Regions from separate parts of the Sus scrofa genome. Here region 2 is linked to region 1. The links are chromatin contacts, called in public Hi-C maps. All regions are on one chromosome and are shown on one strand. The core of a region is the stretch at or near the end of the contact, and the rest is flanking DNA. Distances in the headings are between cores, read along the strand shown.

Region 1 (6,988 bases), core at 1,290-3,789:
CCTGTCACTAAAATATAGGCATATTACGTTTTGGTTGTACCGTTAAGAAAACAAAAAATTAAAAGTATTATTATGTCTAATATTTATGTCAAATATCCTTCGAGATTATTTTTCTTCAATCCTTTCTAGTTGATCAAATTGCTGTTTTCATATTGCCAGTCTGATCACAAAATTGCTGCTTTACAGGAGAATATTTTTTGCTGACATAAATTATGGGATCAGAGATACCAATGCAGTTACAAAAAAGGGTGTGTGTGAGAGAGAAAGTGAGTGAGTGTGTGTGTGTGTATGAATGTGTGCATCCATCTTTAAGGAAAGGATAAAGAAATGTACATATGAAACAAAATACCACTTTCCAATGTAAGCCCTGGTAAAAGGCCTACATCAGAAACATACTTTCTAACATTTGTGAAATCAAATACTGTACTAGATTTGAAAATCTTTCACTAAGAACATGCCAAGTGAAAATGGAGAATAGATATTTTTATCAAGATTATTACTCTATAAACCTAAATTTGGATTTATCTTTCAATTAACATCTACAATGCATATACTAACTACAACATCATGATTTCTTCGACTCAGAAAACCATATTTTAGAAATTTTTCTCCTTTCACATATAGTGAGCAATTTGGTTCAGTACCCCCAAGAGATAAAAAACTCATCTCAATTTACAACAGTAAATAAATAATTCAGTTAAAACTGAAAGTGGTACCAATCCAGCAAACTATTGATGGAGAGGTTTGGCCTTCCATGAAGCCAGAACAACATAAAAGTTTTCAATGGGGATTACTTGTTCAGACAAGTTGCAAAGATTAGGAAAATACCCATATTATGAAATAGCGAATATTCTCATCTTATGTAAAATAAATATCAGGAACGTAGCTACAGAGAGACAATACCAGCGGCATTTAAACTTTAAGTATTTTGAGCTATGAACTTCATATGCTAATATATGAACAAACATTTAACAAAAAAAAGCAATAATACAAGCCAAAACCTAACCAAAGGCCTCTATCACCAAAAATTTGAAATTTTCTATGCAAGTCAGACAAAACGAATAAAGGAAAATTAAACCCAGAAAGCAAAAACCAATCAAGTCTGTTCCAACACTGAAGTCAACATCCAAATCACATACAGAACCAAAAAGGGGAAAACACTCAGGTCTACAAATGGATAAGCAGTTCCGATACAATCCAGATCCCGACATTTTCCCACACAGAAACAAATGCAGCAGAGCTTTTCCTAGGAAAAAAGGAAAAAAGCTCTCCAAATGATTTTTTAAAGTGACATCTAGAAAGTGTGCCTCTTTCTGTCTCTTTCCCTGGCGCCTCATTGGAGGAAGGAGGGGGTTGTTTTTGTATTCTCCCCCACTGGAGCCAAGACACAATCAGATGTTAGCTGGAGGAGAGAAACCACTTTTGACAACAGCAAATAAAAATAAAAAGTGCCCTTCCTCCTCTGACAGGATGGGCACCCACCTCACACACCCCTCCCCACTCCTACTCCTCCTTCACCACCCCCCAGCACCACCCCCTCCTCACCCGGGAGCTCCACTGCGTATGTGGTTTGGTGCTACTGTTGCCCCAGAGTTAAAGTCAGAGCCACAGGAAGGCAATGAAGCCCCCACAGACACACTTACCTTTCCTGCCCCCCACTTTTGAGTGCCTTCCCTGGAGCTGTGGAGGATGACACAAAGGGTAATAAAGAGGGGGGGAGTGGAGGAGGAGGAGGAGGCGAAGGAGGAGGAGAGCTGGGGAAGTGGCTGCTCCTGGGTGTAGTGAGATGTCTCCAGCCAGGGCCAAGCAGCAGTAGCAGCAGCAGCAGCAGCAGCAGCAGCAACAGCAGCAGCAACAGCAACAGCAGCAGCAGCAGCAGCAGAGAAGGGTCTGTGTTGCTAAGAGGCTTTTGGTCTCTTTCTCTCCTCTCACGGCCAAAGAGGAGGAGGATGGAGAGGGCTCGGGAGGGAGGCTAGTGGAGGGGTGAGGGGGTAGGAGTCGTGGATGGGGGGGTTTGGAAGAAGAAGAAACTCCTTCTCCTTCTTTCTCAGGCTCAATCCCCCTCTCAGGTCTCAGGGCTGGAGGGTGGGGGAAGGAACTCAGCCGCCTTCCCCCCACCCCCCTCAATTCAAGGTTGAAGTGGGGTAAAATTAGTGTCCTGTCCCTTTAAAAATAGAAATAAAAGGTGCCCCCCCTCTGCCACTGCCTCTCTCTTCATCATCAGCTGCTGCTGCTGCTGGGGTCTCTCTGCTTGGGGGGGAGGGGGGGTTCGGGTAGAAGAGACGGGAGGCACTCACTGCGCATGTCCCTCTCTGACGGGAGGCTGGTTGGTTGAAGGCAGGAGGAGGGGGAGGGGAGGAAATGTGAAGGTTTCCCAGAAGGCTCCGAGGCGATCGCGACCCGGAAGACATTGTAGCAGGGGGTAGAGGGGCGGGGGCGGGGAGTAGGAGGAAGTCGCTACTCTTTAACACCCCCAGCCCCCTCCTCCTTCCTAAGGGAAAGTGGAGGAACGGAAGTGGGCGTGGACCAAGGCAAAAGGAGGTCACGTGTTTGGGCGGGAGAGGGGAGTGGTGGGAAAGGCGGTCCCTGCGCGGGGCACGCTGGGAGTAGTGGTGTATAGCTGGCAGCCTCTGGGGAGGTAGAGCTGACTACGCGGCGAGAGGAGCTTGTGGATCCTTTTCCGCGGTCTCTAGAATACCGCTCTGCCCTCTTAAGGGCTGGCTTTTTCGTGAGAGGTAACATGGGGGTCGGCTGGCCTCAGAACGAAGGCCATGGGCGCCACTGGCTAAAGGCGAATCGAAAAGGGGAGGATGGAAGGCTTTGGAGACTGGGTATGCGGGAAGGGGGGCAGGCCTGTCTAGGCCAGGCAGGCCAGAAACTAGGCTGGCTTCTTCCATCTCATAGCCTTCCTGTGAGCCTGCGGGCGACGAATCCTTGAAGAGTTTAGGGAGTCCTGATGAGATTAAATCTATGGCAGGTGGAGACTACACCCAGTGGTGGTGAGGAATGTGATGGTCCAGGTGTAAGAGAAAAATTGGATCTCCGGAGCCTTCTGATGACTGTTTCAGCTCAAAGCAGGGGACCTGCCTAGCAAGGGAGACAAGCTGTGTGATTTTTGACAACTTATAGCATTAAATGCATTGCTTATGTTGGATGTTATGACCATCAATCCTTACTTCGCTATCCTTCTAGGAATTCTGGAGTGGCTTTGGGGAGGGAATAAGCTAGGATGTCTCGAGTGGAATTTCTCTCCCTGTCTTGCGTTGTTGCTGCACCACAACGCCTATGGTTGTTCTTAGAAAAGGATATGGGATTGTGTAATCCTTGATATTGTATGTTACCGTTGATAAGGAAGGTATATCATCAAAGTTCTCCCTTTCTGTAGTGTAGATGAGGGTTTTTAAAAATTATTTTAATGGGTTTTTATTTTAAATTACTTTGGTTACTAGCCTCGGATTTAGCCTTTGGTTTTTCAATTAAATGCAACTGGTTTTGCTGGAAATAATGCTTCCCTTATGTTAATTCAGAATATTTAAGAAAAGATTCATGGATTTTCATTAATAAAGGTATTTTTTTCAGTAAAATTGCACCGTTTCTTTTTCACATTCAGTTCATACAATCATAACTAAAACCATTCTAGTCTTTCAGTTAACTTCTTTTGAAGGTGCTTTGAAAGATTATCACTCATGTATAGTTTCTTTTAAGACCGGGAATCCAAAATTCCACATATTTATGTTGTGTTGGTATTATTTAATTCTGTGGTGTGTCCTTCAGCGTACTCTTAGTTAAAGTTACTACTTATTTTCTACGTTTTACTTCTATGTGTTTTGACAGTAGATCCTATTCATGCATCATTGACTGCTTTTACCACTTTCTGTGTGTGCAGTAATCTTGTCGAATGGAGTAAAAACTAGACACCTGTGCCTTAACATTTTGTTTATATTGAAACCAAATGTTTGCCACTTTAGAACAGAAAAAAATTATAGCAAATCAATAAAAGTGCCTTACGTAACAAGTTTTTAATTTTTTACGACAAAATAAAAATGTGCAAAAAAGTGTGCAAGTCGTAGATATGCAGTATAATGAATAATTATAACGTGCACACTTTGTAATCACTACCAAAGAGAGAAAACAATGCTCCGCCCTCCCCCCGCCAATCCATTCCTATTCTTTCCTCCCTCTTCAGTACTCCCAAAGATGGCTGGATTTTTATGGTAACAATTTCTTTTTTTTAAATGTAGTAATGATATTTTTATGGTAATGATTTCCTAATTTTATTTCAAGTGTTTTTAAACCACCTTTTCCGACATTCCTAAACAATACACGTTTTTTTCTATATGTAAATGAGTTATGTATAATTTTTCTCTTACTATGCAATATTTAATCCTGTTAGCTTTAGTTCATGTATTTTTATTGCTGTATAGTAATGTTTATAGTATAGTAAGTGTAGTGTAGTGAGTCCTATTGTGAATAAATCAAAATTTAACTAGTTCAGTATTACAGACATTTGGATTGTGTCCAGTTAAGTTGTCTGTGTTTTTACATAAAGACTTGAGCATTGTGGCAAATATCTTCTCTGTGCTTGTAGCATTTCTCACATCCTGAATAATAGCTTTATCTTCATTTCATTCTTACTGACTTATATACTGCTACTGTTATTTGAATTTTGGGGGGTAATTTTAACTCCAGGGAAAATGTCCTATACTTCTGCTATCTGGTACAGTAGCCACAAGCTATGGAACACTTGAAATATGGGTAGTATTACTGAGAAACTGTATTTTTAGTATTGTGTTAATTTAAATTTGAAAATCGATACTCGATTCAGTTGTCGGAAGATTCATTAAGTATGCTTGGAACAACCTGAGTATGTAAGTTTACTGTCTCAATTGTAAACTTTATAAAAATTAAGACCACATATTTCTGATGACAAATTAGCATCTGAGTTGTTCTGTGAATGTCAAATAAACCTCAGATTTCTAAGATTTAGTATGAGAACAGTGTAAAATTATTTTATTATGATTACTTGTTGAAATTATAATAAATTAATTTCACCTTATTTTACTTTTTTTAAATGTGAATACTAGAAAATATTAAGTTACATGTGTGAGTGGCCTTGTATTCTAGTTGGGCAGCATTGTTTTCTGCTATCAATGTTGAGTCGATATATTTACCATTTTGGGTGTTCTTCATCTCTTCTTGAATCTCTGAATTTTCTTTGGGAATCTTTTTCCTCCTGCCTGAGTATACACTCTTAAGAAATTAATTAATGTAGACATACTGATGGCCAAATTGCTTAATTTTTTTTGCTTACCTTACAATGTCTGTTTCACCTGCAATGTTGAAAAATGTTTTGGGGGTATTGTAGGATTGTGGTTGTTTATCAGCCCTGTTAAAGATGTTCCACTGTTTTATGGTGGGGGGCTGCCATTATTGATTTTGAGCAGTCAGCTGTCTAATTCTTGCTGCTTAGAAGAAATCTGCCTTTAAAAAAATATTTTCTTTGTCATAGATTTTCTGCTGTTTCTTCATGATGCTTTTGTATGGAATTCTTTTTCCCGTTTTGAACTCATTGGGATTCTTGAGTCTACGGATCCACATCTTTTTAGGAAATATATCACCTATGTCCACCCTAACTGTTTCTAGCTACTTGCTAAAAATTACAGTTGTGGCCTTTATTGACATAGTATTTGTAGTTAATTTGTTGTCTGTAGTGCAGAATTCCAGTTTCTTGATTTTTTTTTTTAATGGGTCATTTTCTGTGTTCGTGATTTTCTTTTTTTCTCCTAGTGTGCCTGTGTGATGGTTGTATTTGAAAAATGTTAGGAATACATGAGTCTTAGAATAAGGTCCTCCTCAAGAAGAAATTTTTTTTTTTTTAGGAAAATTGTTTAGGGATGCTACCATTTAAGTCACTTAGTTCATGTTCAAATCTTGGGATCCCTTCTGTTATATACATGATGTTAAGCAGGGCTTCTAATCACACAAGCTTTGTTTTGCTTTCCAGTTCTCCTTTTTCCTGATGATGCTGCCCTTAAGGTCTCAGAATTAGGTGATTGTTTCTTTGAGTGCACATGCTAGATAAGCTCTATGCCTTTGATTTTTTTTTTTTTTTTTTAAATTCCCAATAGCTCTGCAAAGTCACCAGTAACTTGGTCTTTCTTTTTATTTCTTAGTCTTTTATTCTGGATAGACGGAAAACCTCAGGAAGAAGGTACTGAGTGTGTATTTCTTCGTTTATTTTCTCCTAGATTTTGTCATGTAATATCAGATTGACTTATTTTTGTTTGATTTTTATTATTAAGCTTTCTTGTTGACTTTGCAGTTGGCTTGATTTGATCTGCCATTACCATAAATAGAACCCTTATTCTCTTTTTAATTTTAGAGATTTTTTTTTCTTCTAGCCAAAATTGTTTTAAATTGTCACACATTAGTTTAAAAATCATAAAATCACATCGATCTGTACAGTATAAGATGCCAAATTAATTAAAATTTAGAAAATATTTCCAGGCAGTTTGTATCTTTTTTTTTAACTTAACAGTTTCAAATGTAAAAACACATTCTTAAAGTATCAACTGCTTCTACATGAATTACTACTGAAAACAGCCCATAACTATTTATCATATCCTTTGGTTCTCCAGAGTATTGCCCATTGCAGACTGAATGATTCAACTTTTATCCCTCACCTTGTATGATGTTGGACAGGGTGACTGTTACAGCCACCATTTCCCCCACTCTAGGGGCAGACCCTTTAAAAACTTCTTGGCTGATCCTTTTGGTGTTTACTTCCGTATTTCCAGATAACATCCTATACTACCGTCTCTTGATTTTTCCATTTTTGACTTCCCATTGTGAATGATGTAGTTTTGGATTTTTTACGGAAAAACCCCCAGAACTCTCCCATTGTTCCCTGATACCTTAGTTTTTGGTAGATAACCATTCAGTGTCTGTATAGTTTCTCAGTTTTTATGAGTATTTTAATTCCAAACTG
Region 2 (6,988 bases), core at 2,504-5,003, 160 kb after region 1:
AGCAAATATAATTAAACTTGATACCCTGACCTATCATTCATCATATCAATGAATACGCAGTCTTCATGAGCATTTCATCATAACAAGTGTTTGGAGAAAGTTTATCCATTAACAGCAAAATATTTTTCTTACAGTATAACAGGATGAAATAACGTGTATATGTAGTTTATTTTTCTAGTCATTCTAATTTTAAAAGATAATGAAAAGATGAAAACTCTCAATACAAGGTCACTTGGAGATCATTAATACCATGCATTCATAAAATTTAGATGACTAACTGCGGGAGGGACAGCAGAGTCCTTTTGCTAATATACTAATAATTTTTAAAATTAAGAATTAACTATAGGGCTTCTCAACTTCAACACTATTGACATTTTGAGCCAGATAATTCTTTGTTGTGGAAGGCTCTCCAGTGCATTACAGGACGGTTAGCAGCATCCCCATCCTCTACCCACTAGATGCCAGTAGCAAACCTCCCTCCTCCCTCATAGTTGTTACAACCCAAATATGTGTCCAAATGTCCCCTGGGGTAGAGGTGGGAGGTGGGGGCTGGGGTTGGGAGCAAAAGTCACACATGCTTGAGAACTACTGGCCTATCATAAATAGAAAAAAAAATTCAAAATGAATTGGAGAGGGAAGTGTTGTTTTCTTCTGGTCTTAATCTTCCAATATATTGAACTTGACCACAGATTACATTTAAGAGATTCTGCCTTTTAGAAAAAAAAGGATTTAATATCTATCACTTGTTAGTCAAACTCCAGAAGACTCACTGTACTGCCAACTCCCCCTCCAAACACATATACACTTTCTCACAGAAATGAGCACATCCATGTGAGCACATACACACAGTTTTAACTAGCTGAACTAAAGAAAATGCACAAAATTACTTGATTTACATTTCTTATTTCATCAAATATGTGGACCAGACTGTTCCAGTTCCCACAAAATCCAAAGGAATTCTCAACTTGTTCAATGCAATTCAAATACCACAATAGCTGCATCACTCTAGGTAAGATAACCCTAAGTATTAGAGCAAGTATTAAACTCATCCTCACATTTTAATAAATTTGGAGAACGATTCAAATTAACCACAATGCTTTAAACACAAAACAACTAAGAAGTAGATTTGTGTTTTGAAACAGAATCTGAGGAAGGATAAGAGGGGTGAAAAAAACTGAAATCAAAGGGAATCTGAAGGTATTTCAGGATGAGGGCAAAACTCAAGAATGTTTCCTCTAGAATGAGAGGAGAGAATCATACACTTGGTTATATCCTACACAAATAGTCTTCATAACCAATCTCCAGTATACATACCATGGGATGGAAAATGAAAAATCAACATCCACAAAATACTAAAAAAAAGAAAAAAAAAAATCCTAAGCACCTGAAATAAAACTGTTCTTTACTACTGTTCTTCACTTGATTTTTTAAAAATCAAATATTGATAAACAAAAAAAAACTTGAGAAAATTTTTAAATCTCATAAAAGTAGCCATCCTCATGCTTCACCAGGCTAGATTACAGATTACATAGAAAAAAATCAATTAGGAAAGGAAAAATAATAATCCTTTTTAGAGTGCACTTGATGCATAACAAAAGCCCTTTTAAAAAATCAGACATTTTAAGTACTAAAAATCTTCATGTATAAATATGGATTAAAGTCTAAGATTTCAGTATCTTCAACAGAATTATATTTTAGTTCAGCTAGGATTACTTATTTAAAAAACTATGCAACAATACTTAATTAGTAATGTAAGTGCAATATCTATGTGCTCTATAGCAACAAAATTCTTTAAAATTTTAGCTATTAACCTCCTGGCCCAGTGGAAAAAACCCTACAAGAAACTAACTGCTCCATTCTTTTTACTCCCAAGCCAAGCAGAAGAAGCTGTAAGATCTGTAGTTGACAGCCTGCTTTTCCAGAGGTAATACCTGGAGAATGCTCAAGAATAGCCTGCTTCACCAATTAGTGTGACTCAGGAGGGTCTGGGAGAAAATAATGTCCACAAGTCCTTGGTCAGTGGCCATGATGCCCCTCCTCCTCAAGGGCAGGAGATCAGAAAAAGGGATCTGAACAAGAGGAGTTCACCAACCAGAACATATAGGAGCAGAGGAGGAAGAGTACTACAGGAATAATAAAAACTACATGGTTAAGTTATGTCACAAAAGCAAGAGGTTTAATGTTATCTAGTATTCATTCATTTCAGAAACACCATTGTTTATCTTCCTTCCCAAACCACACACAAAAAGAACTGTCAGCCTGCCTTAAGCATGTTCCTTCTTCCATTTAAACAGACATGATTCTTTTGGTTAATCTCTGGCAATGATCGCCATTTCACAACACATTCAGCCCACCCGGAACTGATCAATACCACTATAGACATAAGACCAGACTTCATCCATTTATTAACCACAAGGAAATGTACCATTCAGCAAAATTCTATACATCACAAAAGATTCTATTAAGGGGGGGGCAGGGAGGACGGATGGACAAGGACATACACACAAACACACACACCACAGAGGTACACAAAGAAAAGACTACCACCCTCTTATTTCCCTGTGGCAAAGGAGATAAAGACATGGCCATGAAACCTGTCAATTCGTTGTCCCCCTATAATTCTATCTCACAACCTGGTAACTGAATATTGAATTTTGTAAAAAATAGATCCATTGCCACTTTAAAATTGCTCCATCTATCAAGCGAACTCTCCTCTTATGCACATTTGCACACCTTTTGAGCTAGATGCTGTATTCATTTACAGAATTTCAAATACAAAAGACTACATAGTTTTCCAACCACTGGTTGCAACCACAGAATGTTCTCACAAAATCAAAATTTCAAATATAAAGGGGCCAGATTATTCTTCCAACCTTGGGCCAAAACGAATTTTATGACTATAGTGTATGTGACAGTATGCACAATTTCAAATGGGCTGTTCTAAACCGAAAACAATGCTTCAATACAACGCGTTTAAAATAAGTATTCGTAGGTAAGCAAAATCTATGCCAGAAAAGAGCACATAAATGGTGGTTGAAAGCCAGCACATTCCCAACACACAGCAGCATACCTCTTCTGCACTGGGTTATTGTTAATACTCCAACAACAACTACAACTATTTTTAACACTGCTGGACACTGAAGTTGAAGAAAATGTGAGGGGAGACGCAGAAGAAACTGCTGGTAGAATGCATTGTTTCTCACGGTCAAAATTAAGCAGCAACTGACTTGATCTCTGTCGTGATAGTCACTGAAGTACTAATTAAAAGACGTTAAAAAAATAAAAACCACCCTTATCTCAGAGGATGTCATACTAAATGACATTTTGGAATACGCCTTTCGGGTCTCAAACCTTTGCACAAATTGTCACTTGTGGTATTTGCGGCTTAATTACAACCCAACCAGCGCTGTCATCCACTGTTATGGCCACAAACCATGACTTTCTCACTTCCACAACAGAGCAGTCACTCCAATCAGTTCGCCAACCTAACTCAAAACCAGAAAAATTCATGGAGGTTTCCAGATCACAGTCGGACCTGGCGGGTGGCAGCCGAGGGGCTCGGGGTGCGGGGAAACCTCCTCAAGGTCCACGGGAGCTCGCCGACCCACCGACAACCGCGGCCGCCAGCAGCGGCGGCGGCGGCAGCAGCCCCGCCGCGCCGCGCTCCGTGCACCTACCTGAAGAACAAGAGATAAGAAAGACGGCAAACGCCAACTTTGCAGCAGCTCCCATTTTCCCGAGGCGCCGGGGAAGCCGTAGGAAGTTCTCGCTAGATATCCAGTTCCCTGGGTCTTCCTCAGAGACAAACCTCCTGGTGTAAAATCAACCGTCATAAAACATATTCGGAAGCCCCGACCAAAAAAAAAAAAAAAAAATTAAAAAAATAACGTTCACGGGGTCAAAAAAAAAAAGGAAAAAATTTAAAAATAAAGAAAGCACAATTTAAAAAAATGCACCACGGGGGAAAAACCGCCACACACAATCACAACACACAAAACCAAACAACGAAAAGCCAACAACAACAAAAGCGGGTTTAAATCACTGTCAAAATCACTGTCAGCTCCGCTCGCCTCTCGGGTCTCTCGGAACAAAACGCCAGGCTGAGGCGACGAGGAGGCGGCGGCGGCGACGTCCGCTGCCGCCCGGACAGTCCGGGAACCGAGCTGGGTCCGACGTCCGGACCGACCTTCAACCCGGACACCCAAAGTCCGCGGACCAGTGGCGGCTGAGCTCGCAGCGGCGGCGCCCGAGGAGGCGGCGGCGGCAGCACGGGGAAGGAGCGGCGGGCGTCGGCGGCGCAGGCGGCGGCCAAGTTCTGGTCCAGGCTCTGGCTCCGGCTCCAGGCTCCGGGCTCGGCCGCGTTTTCGGTCCCCTGGCCTCTGCCGGCCCCGCCCCCTAAACTTCCGGTTCCGGCCCGAAGCTGGAAGCCGGGCACCGTGAAGGAACGCTCCGCAGCGGTGGCGGCGGCGGCGGCAGTGGCGGCGGTGGCCGGGCGCAGCGCGCGTGCCGGGCCGGGAGCGCGAGGAGATTGTCGGGGAAGCGAGGCGGGAGAGGGGGAGGGATGAGAGAGCGAGGGCGGGGCCGGCAGGAGGGTGAGGAGGCGGGGCGGACGGAGCCTCGATACCGCGAGGCCTCGTCGTCCGGCCTGCTCGGCCTGCTGGGCCGTGGAGCTCGAGTGGGCGGGCGGATGGAGGTTCGTCCCGATCTCGAGCGCCTGGTTTCCAAATCGTGCTCCCCTGGCCTCTCTACGGAGCGCACGCCCGAAGGGTCAGAGGGAGCTCAAGAGGAACAGGACCCCAGGGCGGGGTGGGGCGGGTGACTCTTCCGCGGGGGCGTCTGCGGCGCCCTGTCTTTCCTCTGGGGGGACGCCTCGTCCGCTCTGAGATTCCAGGCGCGGGGAAGCGAGGTGTGGTAGTCGGTCCTCCGCGCTGCCGAGCTGCCGCAGCCAGTGTCTGTACCCTCAGTCGTCTCGTGCTTCCCGCCCCTGTGGCTTCTGTTTTAAGCGTTTTGTCTTAAAAAGAAAAGGAAGGGGGTGGGGATGGCCTCGCAGAGGGTGGGCTGTCCACCCGGTCAAAGATTTCCACCGCAGTTATCACGATGTGCAATACGAATCCATTCCCACCATTCCTTTTACATACAAAGCCTTGTGCTGAGAATTGTTCTGCATGTAATAGGTTCTCAAATATTATTACACGCTGAAGAGAAAACCTGAGGATTTCGATCGACATATTTGATGGTCATTCGAGTGTTTACTTTTTAAATTTTCGTTATTTTAGGGCTTGTTTGTACTCCTTAATTCAAGTTGATTGCTTACAAGGTGCTGTGCTAGGCACGGAATGGGATCCAAAACGTAAAGTAGGATTCCCTCTCTCAGGACGCTCACATTATGTGCTGTACTCAAAGTTGGTTACAGAACACTAACTGAAGAGAGTATTAACGGTACTAGCTTTGTCATTTACCACACTTTAGCGAGCTCCATGAAGGTGGGGGGGTGGGAGGTCTTGTGTCTTCTTCCCCATTTTATGTCAGCACTCAGAGTGTCTAGCATGATGTGATAGGTGCTTAATATTTATATAAATGACAAGGGATAATTGCCTTCTCCTTAAATACATTATTCTCACATATAATCTATGATTTTTTGGTTTTTATTAATAAAAACAAATAAAATATCTGTACTATATGGCTAATTGACACTTTACTTGCAGCTTACTGAGTTCCCAATTTCTCCGCAAAGCAAGCCTTCTCCCTTGTAGTTATAGTCTCATTTTTCTCTTCCTCTAAATTACTCTGTATTTCAATTAAGTTCATCCTGTAATTATCTACCCATTTCTACAACTTGTCAAGGTTATTAGTAATCATTGTGGCTCTTTAAAGTCTCTCCAAGATTTCTAGTTCTCAAGTCATGGTGCTCAGAATTTGAATGATATTGCGCAACAGTTAAGAAAAGTCCCCAGTTGGTCTTCAAGGTGTCTAAATGATCTCATCTAATGTAATGTAGTTCTGTGGACTTTATGAGCTGGTCAGAGGAGTAAATATAAACCTTCCATTCTCTGATTGAATTAAGAGTTGCCACTAACATTTCTAGAATGGACAGTGTATTTTATTTAGTTCACTCAGAAATTTGATGTTAGTTATGCCTTGGATCAGGCCCCACTGTTGTCTAATCTCTGCATCGCTTCAATATTTCTTGAATTGTGAAACTAGAGCAAGTGGAATAACTGGAATAACCAGAAATAGGACTAAAACTTGAAAATATATTCCTTATCTTACCACCCAAATTTCCAGTATAAGAATGTAAGAGAACATGAAAAATACTCTCCTGTAAAAGAAAGAGAAGTAACAAGTCAAAGTCTTTGCTAGACGATTCTCTAATAGTTAAATAACTCCATGTGAGATGTTATTAACACCCATTAACAGTAATTGTCCATTTTGTTCCTAAATCTGTGTTCAAAAATATTTTAACGAAATAAGCCATAAGAGTGTGTGACTAATTCCCATTTTAATTGCAAAGCTTATAAAGAAGATAGAGGTAGCTGCAGCTAACCCTTTTGCTCCTCTTTCCTTCCTGTTTTCTAAAGTCACTTTTTCTTATCTACGAATCCAACATCTCTCTAACATAATGCAAGTTGTACCAACTGGTTTAGGAAGGAAGGAGAGGAAAGGAGAAGAAAACCTGGAAGGAATTCTAGTCTGACACAACTATGTGTTTAACAGCTTTAGCTGACATCGCTCAATTCCCAAACCTGATACCTGGCCTTTTAGCTATTCAAATGCTATAATTTCAAGTTCAGAGTCCTGACAGAAATTCAGTTGAACTTCCAGTTGTTCCTAGCTGGAAGAATCTTGAGAAGCCAATTTAATCTAAAGTCAAGTGTGTGCTGGCCAGATGAGCAAACAGAGGTAAACACAGACTGCTTCTAGAACAAAGGATGGTTTCTTTTTATGCTTGAAACTCACATGGCTGAAAAAAAGGTATAGATTAAATGTT

The links. A called contact is a pair of places that touch in the nucleus more often than the background predicts.
Region 2: a Hi-C map of liver shows a contact between it and region 1, with 5 times the contacts expected there. The contact joins the promoter of ACVR2A here to the promoter of ORC4 in region 1. A contact is called at or near these places in 1 of 5 promoter capture datasets (liver), 3 of 47 Hi-C or Micro-C datasets (heart right ventricle and liver) and 1 of 2 datasets of contacts at active chromatin or transcription factors (alveolar macrophages).

Annotation. Positions count from the first base shown.
Region 1 is chr15:4,094,000-4,100,987 of Sscrofa11.1, forward strand. ORC4 (origin recognition complex subunit 4) reads left to right here and starts at 2,540. Exons shown (of 14, transcript XM_003133249.4): 1 at 2,540-2,735. It overlaps MBD5 (methyl-CpG-binding domain protein 5), which reads right to left and starts at 2,314. Exons shown (of 16, transcript XR_002339404.1): 1 at 1,644-2,314.
Region 2 is chr15:4,255,303-4,262,290 of Sscrofa11.1, forward strand. ACVR2A (activin A receptor type 2A) reads right to left here and starts at 3,754. Exons shown (of 11, transcript NM_001204765.1): 1 at 3,678-3,754. The coding sequence starts at 3,732.